Linked DNA regions of Ovis aries: all the other regions are linked to region 1. Evidence: chromatin contacts called from public Hi-C data. All regions are on one chromosome and are shown on one strand. Each heading gives the region's core, a stretch centred on a gene start, on an enhancer-like site or on the middle of the called end of the contact. The rest is flanking DNA. Distances are from core to core; before and after follow the strand shown.

Region 1 (4,067 bases), core at 896-3,395:
TTAAGTCTGATTCACACACCTACTTAGATGCCTACGATTTCTGACTCATAACGTTTTGAATGTACAATTGAACCCTTGAGCCAGGCTTGCCACCAGCAAATAGAAATTCCCAGAGGAGGTGAAGGGGGAGGTATGGATATGGTCTTGGAAGTTCTCCTGTTTGCCTCAATGCTGTTCTGGTGCTTTAAGAAATCACATTCTACAGGCAATTCTACAGAGACTTAGAAAAGCCAAGTTAGAGATTTGATAAGGGAGAGAGGAATGGGGCTTTAGGGCTTAAGAAACATACATATGTAAACACACACACGTGTGTGCATTGAAGGAAATATATATATATATATATATATATATATATATATATATATCTTCAATGCATGAGACATGGGTTTGATTCCTGGGTGGGGAAGACCCTCTGGAGAAGGAAATGCCAACCCAATTCAATATTCTTGCCTGGAGAATCCCATGGACAAAGGAGCCTGGCGGGCTACAGTCCATGGGGTCTCAAGGGTCAGACATGACTTAGCGACTAATCCATCACCACTGCCGCCGTATAAAATATATACTATATATAGTCATACATGCACACACATGCTCACATAAACATATACACAAACATATACCTATATTCATTTTGAGAGAGAGAACAAGAGGCAGCTTGAGAAGAGCAAACATGCCCCAGTTTGCCCATCTTGAAACTTGATTAGATGGATTTGTCAGGTTGACAAACGGCCCCCACTCAGGGCAGACCCAGCGCACGACAAGCATAGGCAGGGCTCCTGCCCGCACCTCCCATAAGCAAACTGTGGAATGCAAGAAGCCTACACCGGGCTGCACCCGCAGACTAAAAATACCGCCAGCCCATCTCTCTGGAGGTTTGATTCTAGGCCGCAGGGGCCCTGAGGCCCGGCCCTGCCTGGAGGAAGCGCAGGGGCCTCCATCCGCCCCAGAGCTGATTGCCAAGGACCCGGCCAGGCAGCTGCTGGGCTCCAGCTCTCGGTTTGTGAGAGCCTTGCAAAGGCAGTGGTTCTAACTTCAGATCTTCTCTCCAAACTTTGATCTTCCAGCGCTGCTTGGCTGTAGGCAAAACATAAACTTGAGAGCTGCAACATGTTTTTCAAATTTTATTCCCCTGGCAGTTTTAGAATAAGGACAGGAATTATTTTCAAATGAGAATCTTTGACTGCATAACACAAGCTTCCAAAATTAAGCAGAAGCACATGGTGGCTCTTATTATTAAATTTCCCTTGGAAAACAATGGTTCAAATTATGGGAGGGGGAAGCAGTTTGATAAAACTTTGAAATGTGAAGCCTAAAGTTTAAAATAAAATTAAAAAATAGCTCTAGCCTTCTTTTATTTTTAAGATCATCATGGAGTTTTTCCAGCCCTGCCATTATTATTCTGTATCTACCAATGGCTCAAAAATTGAATGCTTGGGGTTTAAAATACAAATGTCAAGCTGAAAATCAGATGCTAAGGGGGTTCCTGAAGTACAGAGAATATTTTGGGCTGCCCGATTAGAGCGTCTCCCCAGAAAGCATGCTTTTAAGAAAGTAAAGCTAGAGAGCTTAACTGTATTCCTTTTTGCACCTGATTCTGAGTCGTGTTGAGCGAGCAACAGAATCCTTCTGGCAAGGTGTGCTGTGCATTCCAAGCCTGCTTTTGGCTGATGGTATTCAGTGTGGCCTCAGCTAGGGCCATTGGCATCCTCTAGCAGCAAAATAAACCAACACGTCGCTTTCTTCTCCTCCCCAAGCCATTCCCAGACAGGATTTGGGAAGAGGTTGTTCTCAGAGGCTGTACTATCTCAGACCTCTCAGGCACTACTTAATTCTCCCTTCCCTTCCAAGATAACATCAGTTGCTACCTTCTTGATGGAGCTTTTCTGATGACCTCATTCAAGTTTCCCGTGTCCTTCTCAGCCCACATCCTCATCGTGTGTATCACTCACTTGGAACTCACGATTTCCTGCTGGACGTGGTCAGTGATCTCAAAGCTGTGGCTTTTCCCTTCCCAACTCCTTTCTAAAGCCCACAGTGGTGGGAACCAGCTCTCTTCACCTTCAGCATCCTTCATCGGGCCTAGCTTGGTGCCCTGGGCCTGCACCTGGGTTCCTGGGCCGGGGACAGCAGGGGACAGTCACAGAGCTCTGATCATAACAAGAACTTATCTTCTAGCATCACCCAGAGGACGCCCTGGGCAACAGACTCAAAGGGAAACAAAATAAAACCAAACTCCTTGCACTTCCTTCCCACTGCTGCCCTAAAAGAGGACCCAGTGGGGCCGTTTGATGGAGGCTGGGCAGCCAGCTGGGCTCTCTGGGGAGATGGCAAACACCACCGTGACCACGCAGCCAGACAGAAAAAAGGAAGGGAAGGTGAGGGAGTGGAGGCCCCCACTCTGATTCTGCAAATGAGTATTTTTTTTTTTAACTTTTGTCAGTTCTCATAACCGCCTTCCACCTTCGAGATGTAGCTTATGGTTAAGCTTCTCTGATTAAAGGCATGGTTTCCGCACAGTGTACTTTCGGTCATAATGATATCTAACCCCCACATCACATACACGCAGCAAATTCCCATGCCATCTCTGCAGCATTTTAAAACAGTATTAATACCAGTTGTAAGCAAACAAGAACATCATTCACAAAACTTTGTTTATGTAACTGAACTCCAGTTTGGAATGATTTCCTTTTCAGTTATAAGAAACGTCTCTTCCTTTTTCAAATAGCCAGCCTAATAGGCTCATTCAACATTTCGGGTAGGAATTTCACTGCCTGAATTAGGAGAAGACATCACGGGTGCAGAGAGAGAACTTTGCCCGGGTGTCACGAGTGATTTAAGGCCTGGCCCCTCAAAGTGCGGTCTCAGTGCCGTCGCCTGGGAGTTGGTTAGAAATGTTGCATGTCACTTGCTACTTCAGACCCTCTGAATCAGAATCTCTACTTTTCTTATTTTTTATTTTTATTTTTCCCTTGTTTAAAAAAAATTTTTTTTAATTTGGAGTATAATTGCTTAACAATGCTGTGTTAGTTTCTGCTGTACACCAACATGAATCAGCTACATGAGTGCATATATCTGCTCCCCCTTGGACCTCCCTCCCATCTCCCACCCACCTCGGTCATCACAGAGCAGTGAGCGGAGCTCCCTGTACAATACAGCAGCTTCCCAAGAATCTCCACTTGTAACGTGATTCCCAGAGACTCATACACATGTTAATATTGACTATAAGCATCCTCTACACACTCTTTCTCAACTGAAAAAATTTTCCCCACCAATCTGTCATTTCTGCCAAAAATGGTCATTGTAGAGATTTATAAGAAGAAGGTTTACTCATGTTGTTTTTTTGCCTTTAAGTGGCAAATTCACCCAAGAGAAATAATTTATGAAGGCAAATCAGCTACTAGGACTGAGATGCCCAAGTGGACTCAGTTGCTCTTTTCAGTGGTGAAAGTACCTTTGCAAGTGACTGAAAGAAGGAGCGACTGCTTTGCATTCTCTAGGACAGGGCACGGGGGAGTCCCCAGGTACCCAGATGTGGTCCAGGAGGGCTTCTCACCTGCCCCAGGCAGTGTGGATCCAGATGTGCGAAACAGAATCCCCACAGCGGTGAACTTCCCATAGTAACAAAATAACGCTTCCCTGGTGGCTCAGATAGTAAAGAATCTGCCCACAATGCAGGAGACCTGGGTTTGATCCTTAAGTCAGGAAGACCCCCTTGAGAAGGGAATGGCTACCACCTCCAGTATAAGAATATTCCATGGACAGAGGAGCCTGGTGGGCTATGGTCCATGGGGTTGCAAAGAGTTGGACATGACTGAATGATTAACACTTCCAACCTTCCCAAATGGGCAACCAAATCCAGGAGGGACTGAGAGTCAGAGAAGAGAGTCAGGGAGCCAGTGAGGATGAAGGGAAGAGAGAGAGGCTGCAATGGGCACGTCGGGGAGTGAACGGGTCGAGGCCAGAGATGCTGGCCTGTGTGTGCTTCCCCTCTGGGCCTGTCAATGGAGGTGAGGGCTTGCGTAAACAGAATTAATCTGAAAGGCCAGGAACAAGTGTTCTCATATCCG
Region 2 (3,845 bases), core at 1,147-3,646, 540 kb before region 1:
CTTCCTGGTGGTCAAAACCAAGGAATTAGGAACCTAAGATTTTACAGCTGGAAGAGAGATGGAACTCCCACTTCCCGCGCTTAAGGAATATGAATTGTGTTCAGAAATCTTCCCACACTCCCTGGTTAGTACATCCACTGATTTAGAAAGTCCCAGGGGCTCTGGAAGTTTCTGATGATGGATCATCTTTTTTTTTTTCTTCTTCTTCTTTCTCCCTTTCCTTCAGGGCTCCAGACAGTTGGTGCTTAAGTGTCTACAATTTAACGTTTCACATATCTTCCTTGGGCTCTCATATGTCTACCTATCCCGCCTAGGACATCTCCCTAAATAATCTCTGAGTGGAGAGGAACGATCCTCTCCTAGGAGATTTATCTGAGAAGGGAGGTGCGCGGGGCCGTTCGAATTCCGAGGCTCGGATTTCGTTGCGGGCAGGTCAGATGGTGCGGTCGGCGGGCTCCAAGGATGCGCGCAGCTGTCCCCGCAAGAGGCGCGGCGCACAGGTGCTCGGCCTCCCGCCCCTGAAGTCGCAGGGAAGCTGCCGCACCGACACGTGAGTCGCAGGCAGTTAAACCTCGGGTGTTTCGACCCTGGTGGACAGAAAAAAAAAAAAAAAAGTCAACGACACCCGGGGCGACTGTCGCGATTAAAGCCCCGGCCCCTCTGTCGCCAGCCCTCCGTCCAAACCGACGGAGAGCCTCGGATTGGCACCTCGCGGCCCGAGCCTCCCTCCGCGGGCTGCGTCTGCGCCATCTCCCCGCGCGGTCTGCACCGGCTCGGCGGCGGGGGCCGGCGGGTTCCGCCGGCCGTGGGGCTCGCGGTGGGCGCGGGGGCGGGCGCCCCTGACCCCGCCGGGCCGACGGTGCCCGCAGCCCTGCGAGCCGCGGCGGGTGCGTCCCTCCCGTGCGCCCCGCGCGCTCCCGGGGCGCCGGCCGAGCGCCACGCGGTCTTAGCGTAAGTCGAGCTCGGAGCGTGCTCCTCGCGGCCGCCGGCCGCCCCGCCCGGTTCCCGCCGCCGGCCTCGCCCCGCGGTTCCTCCGCCCGGGCGCTTCATGCGGCTGCCTGGCCCGGCCTTGTCCGCCGATCGCGCTGCGGCGCAACTCGGGGGGCACCCAGCAGGCGCCGGCTCCTCCGCTGGTCCCGCGCTTTCCGCGCGGTTCCGCCGCCTCCCACCCGCGAGACTCTCCAATTTGATAGGATCTTTGATCAACCGCAGCGTTTCCCCCAGGTGTTAGCTGCCTCCGTTTGTAACTTTTCTGCATTCCCGTGATTCCTTCTTTTCTTTCCTCTTTAAGGTTGTGGATAGTACAAAGTTTGGACCTGGCATGTTAAAAAAACAAAAACATGTTACTTACAGTTTTACAGGGGGGTGCTGAGTGGGTTTTTAATTTACTGACAAAAATCATTCCACCGCTCTTCATTTTCCTCTCTGAATCTCAACTATACTTCATCTATAAAGTAAAATGTAAACCATTTTTATCTCACCTGCCTTCCAGTAGAGGGTTGGTGAGATGACCTCGTGAAGGATCTTGCAGGGATCGCTAATGATTTTGTGATCTGTAGATTTGAAACGTAGGATTAGAAATATATCATTTTCTTTTAAGCGGTGAGTAAAGAAGCAGGGCGTCTTTCTCTCTCCCTCTCACCAGCTGGGGCAACTAGGGCTCTCCACACTCAGTGTCAGGAACACAGAATCAGGGTGTCAGACCTGAGATGACGGGTCTGTCCGGCAAGGACTACAGGTTAGTCCTGTAAGATCCTTTGTGCCATGGGTTTTCTCTGCTCAAACTGATAATAGAATAGTTAATTGCGTATTTTGAGTTGTTCTTCCTTTCACGTTTTCAGTCCTGGAGGGAGGGAGACTGAGAAAGAGAGAGAGGGGGGAGAGAAAGGCAACTAGTTCTCATCTTTAAAATACAAAAAAAAAAAAAAAAAAAAAAAAAAATCAATCCCTTTGATCAAAGTGGAAAACCAAAGGCCCAAATCCCTTCCATTACCCTCCACTGTGATTAAAATTGAAGTGTTCTTAAAAAAAAAAAAAAAGTCATTTCAGATTGCAAGGAAGAGAATCTCTCTCTTTCTCTAGGCCTCCCCCACCTTCTTTGCCTCTTTCTTTCTCTTTTAAGGGAGACATAGGAGCAGTTTAGGGATGTTTTTCTGATTGGAGAGTTTTTAAGAGGCTACCTCTCAAAGGCAGCTGAGACGACTGAACGCTGACTTTAGGTGAGCCAATATGAGGCATGTACTGCAGAGCCCTCCGAAAGAATCTAGACTATTTTTTACAGGATAAATCACCTGTGTGTGTGCGTGACTGGATTATTTCGTGTATGTTGTTCCGACCCACCCTTTCCCTAGGACGCCAGGGCGACCTTCTGTGAGAGGGGGAGGAAAAGAAGGAAGATGTGTGAGCTCCCCCTGGTGCTCGTCTGTATTCAGGCGAATTGAAAAGAATTGTCAGGAGCACCCGTCTACACAAGCGGAAGGAAAAGTCAATGATCTGGGTTATTTCAAGTGGCCCCGCTTCCCCGCTCACCTGCGGAACATTTCAGATCAAGGTCTCCAGGCTTGGATTCTCTCGGATCCTTTATGTCACACTGTCCGTGTAGACCTGCCTTTGTTAGATAATGTCATTTCTGTCAAGAGTTGGAAGAGGAATCCATGCCATGTCAGAGAACAGGTTGACAAAGCACAACTTGAAGTGGGAATTTGGCAGCTGCCCTGTGGATGGGATTGCTCTTGGAATCAAATTGGATTACTTTTTTGTCCAGGCTTGTTCTCTTTCTGGATGAATAATTTTCACACGCTAATTTTTGTGTGTGTGTGCAAGAAGATATCACAAAGATATCATGGGGCTCTGGTGCAAACCATCTTGATCAATAAGTCCTTCAATTCTAGACCACGTCTCCGATCCCAGTAATGTCCTGTATGTTTAAGTACTTTTTAAGCACCTGCAGTCAGGGACCTCTGAGGGCCCTGGTTCCAGTAAAGGCGGTGGAGGCAATCCCGTGCAGTCTACTGGATAAATTCATCACAGCGGCCTTCAACAATTTGTCAACGTGTATTTAGTTAGTCCTGCATTTGGTCCACACTATGGGGAGTGTAGGGCTTCCCTGGTGGCTCAGATGGTAAAGAATTCTCCTGCCATGCGGGAGACCTGGGTTGGGAAGATCCCCTGGAGAAGGGAATGACTGCCTACTTTGGTATTCTTGCCTGGAGAATTCCACGGACACAGGAGCCTGGCGGGCTGTGTAGTCCATGGGGTCCCAAAGAATCAAACATAACTGAGCGACTAACACTTCTACTTATGGGGAATATAAAAGATGTGGAAATATAATCCCTACTGAGAACTGGTTAGATTAGCTATGGGACAAAGTTCAGTGTTCATGAAAATAGATTATTAAGATTCATTGACCTCATAAGTCAAGGCCGAGCTTTGGGTGCATTTAGTTTTCTGTGTGTGATTCTGGCTGCGTGAGGGTCTTGTCAAGCTGAAAATGGACCCAAAGACCCCAGCTCTCCTGAGTCTCTCCTTTACTCTGAGCTTAATCACAGAGCCCTGAAGCCCACCCAGAAGACTGCGGCAAGCTTTCACTGATCTATCAATTCTTTATGATTTTAAATGCATTCTCCTCTACACACCAGGCTCACTGCCCTTTACTTCTTTGCTGGGCTCTTCCTCTAGTCTGGCTGCTTTCCTCCTCCCCTCCTCCAAGCCATCCAGTGCCTACGTTTTTAAAAAGTATGTATTTATTTGTTTGGCTGTGCTGGTCTCAGTTGCAGGACGTAATATCGTTAAATGCTGTATGTGAACACTTAGTTTTGGCTTGTGGGATCTAGTTTCCCAGGCAG
Region 3 (4,118 bases), core at 1,057-3,556, 880 kb before region 1:
TTTGAGAGTCAAAGCGCTTATATATTTGACAATTTTTAAAGGCATACGTTTTCATTCCCCTCTACTCTTAATCCTTATACAAACCTTTGTTTTCTTTTTTTTTTTTAATAAACATCTGCCTCAGCAGAAAGATTCAACTTAGCAATGATCATTTTTTAACCGGAAGATCAAATCTTGACATCCTGTCAAGAGTTCTAGGTTTTTTCTTTCTAATGTTAAGGGTGAGAGAGAACTTTTGGTTTAAGTTTAGGCTGGTCTGACAAAACATGGTACTAGGCTGGCACCAAATGGTTATTTGCCAACCTCCAGTCACACATTTTCAAAGCAGCACGCAGAGGGTTTATAAATTAATAGCTCTCTGTACTGAATGCCTGTCGATATCTCTGTCCTGGGGTTTCTGGGTATCCATTTGGATTGTACAGTGTCTCTTAAAATTACGTCTGAGGCCCAACACTAAACCAGAAGTGTTGAGTGAGAGAATTATGGGCGCATTCCCCAACTCTTACATTAAACCACAAATGGAGTAGATTAAAAAGAAAAATCACAGAGGTGGGGGGAAACACATCATCCAAAAAAGGAAAAAAAAAAAACAAACAAACAAGAAACAACTTACCCTGAAAAGAGAAATAGAATACTTGCTTTTCTTTCTACCTTATGGGTAGCTTACACGGAAGGAGGCACCAGAAGATCGAAGCACAAATACGTGACGAGGTGTCTCCAGAAACCAAGAGGATGAATAAACTGTCATGGCGTAAATTTGCCAGCCAGAGGACAGAACACAGCATGCTGGGGCTTGGCTGTCCTAACATGTTTTACTATGTAAATTTAAATAGTCTTGAAAGAGAAAAGAAGGGAAAGGTAGAGGGGATTTTATCTTTAATATTAAAAAAAAAAAGTTTGCCAGAAATTCTCATACTTGGGTCCCAAAAGAAGTACTTTCATGGCTGTTATCAAAAAAAAAAAAAAAAGAATCCAGTTCTTAGGCTAAAACTCATCCTACGCTTCCTATGATGGAAATTTAGGGGGTGCTTTAAAGAGTTAAAGACTCCCTACCATTAATTTGCATCTGGTGCTTTTAGTGTGTGTGTGTGTTTTTTTCTTCCCTGAAAAGTTGGCAGAGCTGCCGATTTTCCATAATGCAAGCATTTGGGAATTGTGAGCGGAATGAAACCGATCCAATCTCCTGACTGCGACATGAATTTTCATTAATTACAACCTTGTCAGCAAAAGCATTATCAAAGCTGAATATGAAAATGCTAATGAGTCCTCATTTGCATATTTTTCTTTGTTGGAATGTCATTAATTATTACATTTTATGATGATGAATGCAGCTGTCGAAGCTCTCCGATGCATAATTAGCCATCAGAATGCCAGGAGCCGATCAGCATTTTTGGGTGAAAAAAAACAAATTTCACTTCCACTCTACCCCCACCCCAACACCACCCAACACACAGACACACACGGAGACACACACATGCACACACAGCTCTGATGACGACAGTCCTAAGGCCGGACTTTGGGGAAGTTGAAAAGGGCTCATTTAGAGAGAATTCATTTTTGCTTTAAATTTTTTTTGGTTTTAGCGGTAACAGTCTTATACAATAGAGGCAGCTCTTAATAAAAAAAAATCGTTATTCCAGCTTAATTAATGCCACGCTTAATTATAACACCATGATGTCAGCGGTTTTAATTAAGTATTGGCTCCGTTACAGGAAAAAAAAAAAAAAAAAGGAAACGGGAAAAAAAAAAAACTCGTTGCAGTAAGAGTCACAGACTTGTGCAAATCATTTCTGCGATTTTTTGGTCTTTCGTGGTTCATGAACTATTCAGATATTAACAGGCAGTATGCAAACTCCAGGCACACACGCGTGCGCAGGAGGGCGCACACACATGCGCATGCATGCAACAGACACACACACACACACCGCACACACACACACACACACCCCTCCCCAAGCAAACGGGGAAATCCGGACTTGCTGCTCCGATACTTGGACAGACTTTAGCGCTTACCTACTTGACCACTTTTTTGAGCTAAAGTGTAAGTGGAGATGACAAAACATAGCTCATCCTCTCTCAGCCGCTGGGAACGGTGTTTATAAGTAAAAAAAGAAAAACAACACAGAGCAGATGGGACCATTACACATGACCAAACCAATCAATCACAGATGAAGGGCCCAGGTGCAGCGCAGCCGTGCAACAACGCACCATTTCACAGTCTGTCAGACACACACACACGGTCGTCCATGAGTGACCCTCCTCAGCTCCCCCCGGACCTCATCTGGAGCGCTGCGCCCCTCTCGCCTGCCTCCGCTCCAACTGACGTCTTCATAATCGCCCTGTCTATCTGCTCCGGCTCCTGTGAAGAGAGGAGGATGGAAGGGCTGGCGACTGGGGGGGCGCTGGGGGTGTGATGGGGGATGGGGAGGAGGAGGAAGGGCAGGGGCTCCCGATATTGTCACTTGTGACGAGTCCAGCCTGCCTCCTTCTGCCATCCCTGCGGCCCCTCCCTCCCCGACCACCATCACCATCACTTCTTCAAACCATCATTAAGCTCATTAATTTTTAAGGGTGACTGCTTGGTTGCGGCACCCCAACTGTCTGCCATTAGACGCAGAAATTCTGTTTGGGAGTTTCTTGCCTCTGAGGAAGGAAGATGTGGGTAGCTGCTCAGAGTCACCACTCAATGGAAATGTTAGAAATTAATTCATTGGAAGTGGTTAGCCGTACTTTCCATGGTACCCTCCCCCAAAATGGGTTCAGGTAAAATCCTTGTTACTGAGAAGCTTCCAGGGAGCCAACTGTGTCCTAACATGCTGTGTCTTAAATCATTGTCGTGACCTTGGGAGTCCTATGTCACAGACTCACCCAGGAATCACTGAACCCAAATTAAACTGTACATTTGCAAGGATCATGGGCTATCCTGGCAACACAACTGAAAAACCAACTCAGATATGACAAGTTGAGGATATGCTCCCTGTTTTAAACTCAGAATTCTTAATTCCTTGCCTAACTTTATGTGGCTTTCAGCTTTCCATTCCTTCACACACACACACACACACACACACACACACACACACACACACACACACACACACACAAACTCCATGGGGAAGAAGATAACAAATAACCAAGAGAATGGATTGAGGCCCACCTTTGAAAAAAAATCTCACTACATCACCCCAGAAAAAGAAAGACTGGTCTTATTAATTCAAGACAGTCTTTAATCATGAACTCCTTCTTAAACCTAGATAATTTACACCCAAGTTTTTGAGATATGTTGATAGAGCACAAATATTATAAGGAATCAACTCCATTTACTCAAAGAACTGAAAAAGGACACTTTGCTCAGTTTTCTGAGATGACTGCTCATCCAGTGATTGAATGTTCTCAACAGTTTATAATTTATTTTGCCCATTTGGAGATGAGAAGGAGTTTAGGGAAGTACTCAAACCCTACAAAGGACAACAATATGACTGCAAAACAGCTTAAGGGATTTATGTCCCAAAATGCTTATGACATTTTAGGCTTTATGGAAAATTTACACTGAGAACAAGAAAAAGTTAATCAAAATAGACGATGCAATCCAGCCACTCTAAGGATTAAGCCAAGTGTCATTTATGTGCTGCTTCATGTAACAGTACAAAAATAAAATAGAGAGTAAGGGCTAAGTTGGGTAAGAAAGTGTCCTACCTAAAATCTGCATGCCATTCTGTTTACAGGCAAAGGCAATTTTCCAGAACACTAGGCAGACTGGATTCGTTGAAATGAAAGCTTTGTCTCTTAGCATGGGCCCTACCATCAATTCAAACATGTTCTCAAAATGGTTTGGTGATGCACTTGCTTTGGTTTTTTTGTTTGTTTGTTTTTTAGGATTCAGTCTACTTCTCATCTCTTAACCATCTCATTTGTCCTTTGGAAACTTTTAAATATTGAAGTAATCGTGAATCTTTCTGTTCCCCAATTCATCCTGTAATTCCAATGCTTAGTCCTTGTTAACAAAGAACTTAACCCCTGAACTCTACAAGAAACACAGAGAACGTCTTTATTAAAATCTTCCACAGCTCTGTAGAAAGGATCACCTTGTATTCTGAATGTGTATTTTTTTTCCTCAAGGA

Evidence for each region. A called contact is a pair of places that touch in the nucleus more often than the background predicts.
Region 2: a Hi-C map of hypothalamus shows a contact between it and region 1, with 3 times the contacts expected there. The contact joins two enhancer-like sites. A contact is called at or near these places in 2 of 16 Hi-C or Micro-C datasets (hypothalamus and tail adipose tissue).
Region 3: a Hi-C map of hypothalamus shows a contact between it and region 1, with 3 times the contacts expected there. The contact joins two enhancer-like sites. A contact is called at or near these places in 3 of 16 Hi-C or Micro-C datasets (hypothalamus, omental adipose tissue and tail adipose tissue).

Annotation. Positions count from the first base shown.
Region 1 is chr23:56,038,281-56,042,347 of ARS-UI_Ramb_v3.0, forward strand. No RefSeq gene overlaps it. Among named protein-coding and RNA genes, the nearest start is that of TRNAC-ACA, 110 kb to the left of the region's middle. Within about 2 kb of position 2,146, at least 11 of the 54 cell types and tissues checked have an H3K27ac peak or open chromatin away from gene starts, as enhancers often do. A contact at or near this core is called in hypothalamus, where this site is marked.
Region 2 is chr23:55,496,730-55,500,574 of ARS-UI_Ramb_v3.0, forward strand. No RefSeq gene overlaps it. Among named protein-coding and RNA genes, the nearest start is that of TCF4, 170 kb to the left of the region's middle. Within about 2 kb of position 2,397, at least 6 of the 54 cell types and tissues checked have an H3K27ac peak or open chromatin away from gene starts, as enhancers often do. A contact at or near this core is called in hypothalamus, where this site is marked.
Region 3 is chr23:55,154,650-55,158,767 of ARS-UI_Ramb_v3.0, forward strand. All of the region lies in intron 4 of TCF4 (transcription factor 4), which reads right to left. Among named protein-coding and RNA genes, the nearest start is that of TCF4, 170 kb to the right of the region's middle. Within about 2 kb of position 2,307, at least 12 of the 54 cell types and tissues checked have an H3K27ac peak or open chromatin away from gene starts, as enhancers often do. A contact at or near this core is called in hypothalamus, where this site is marked.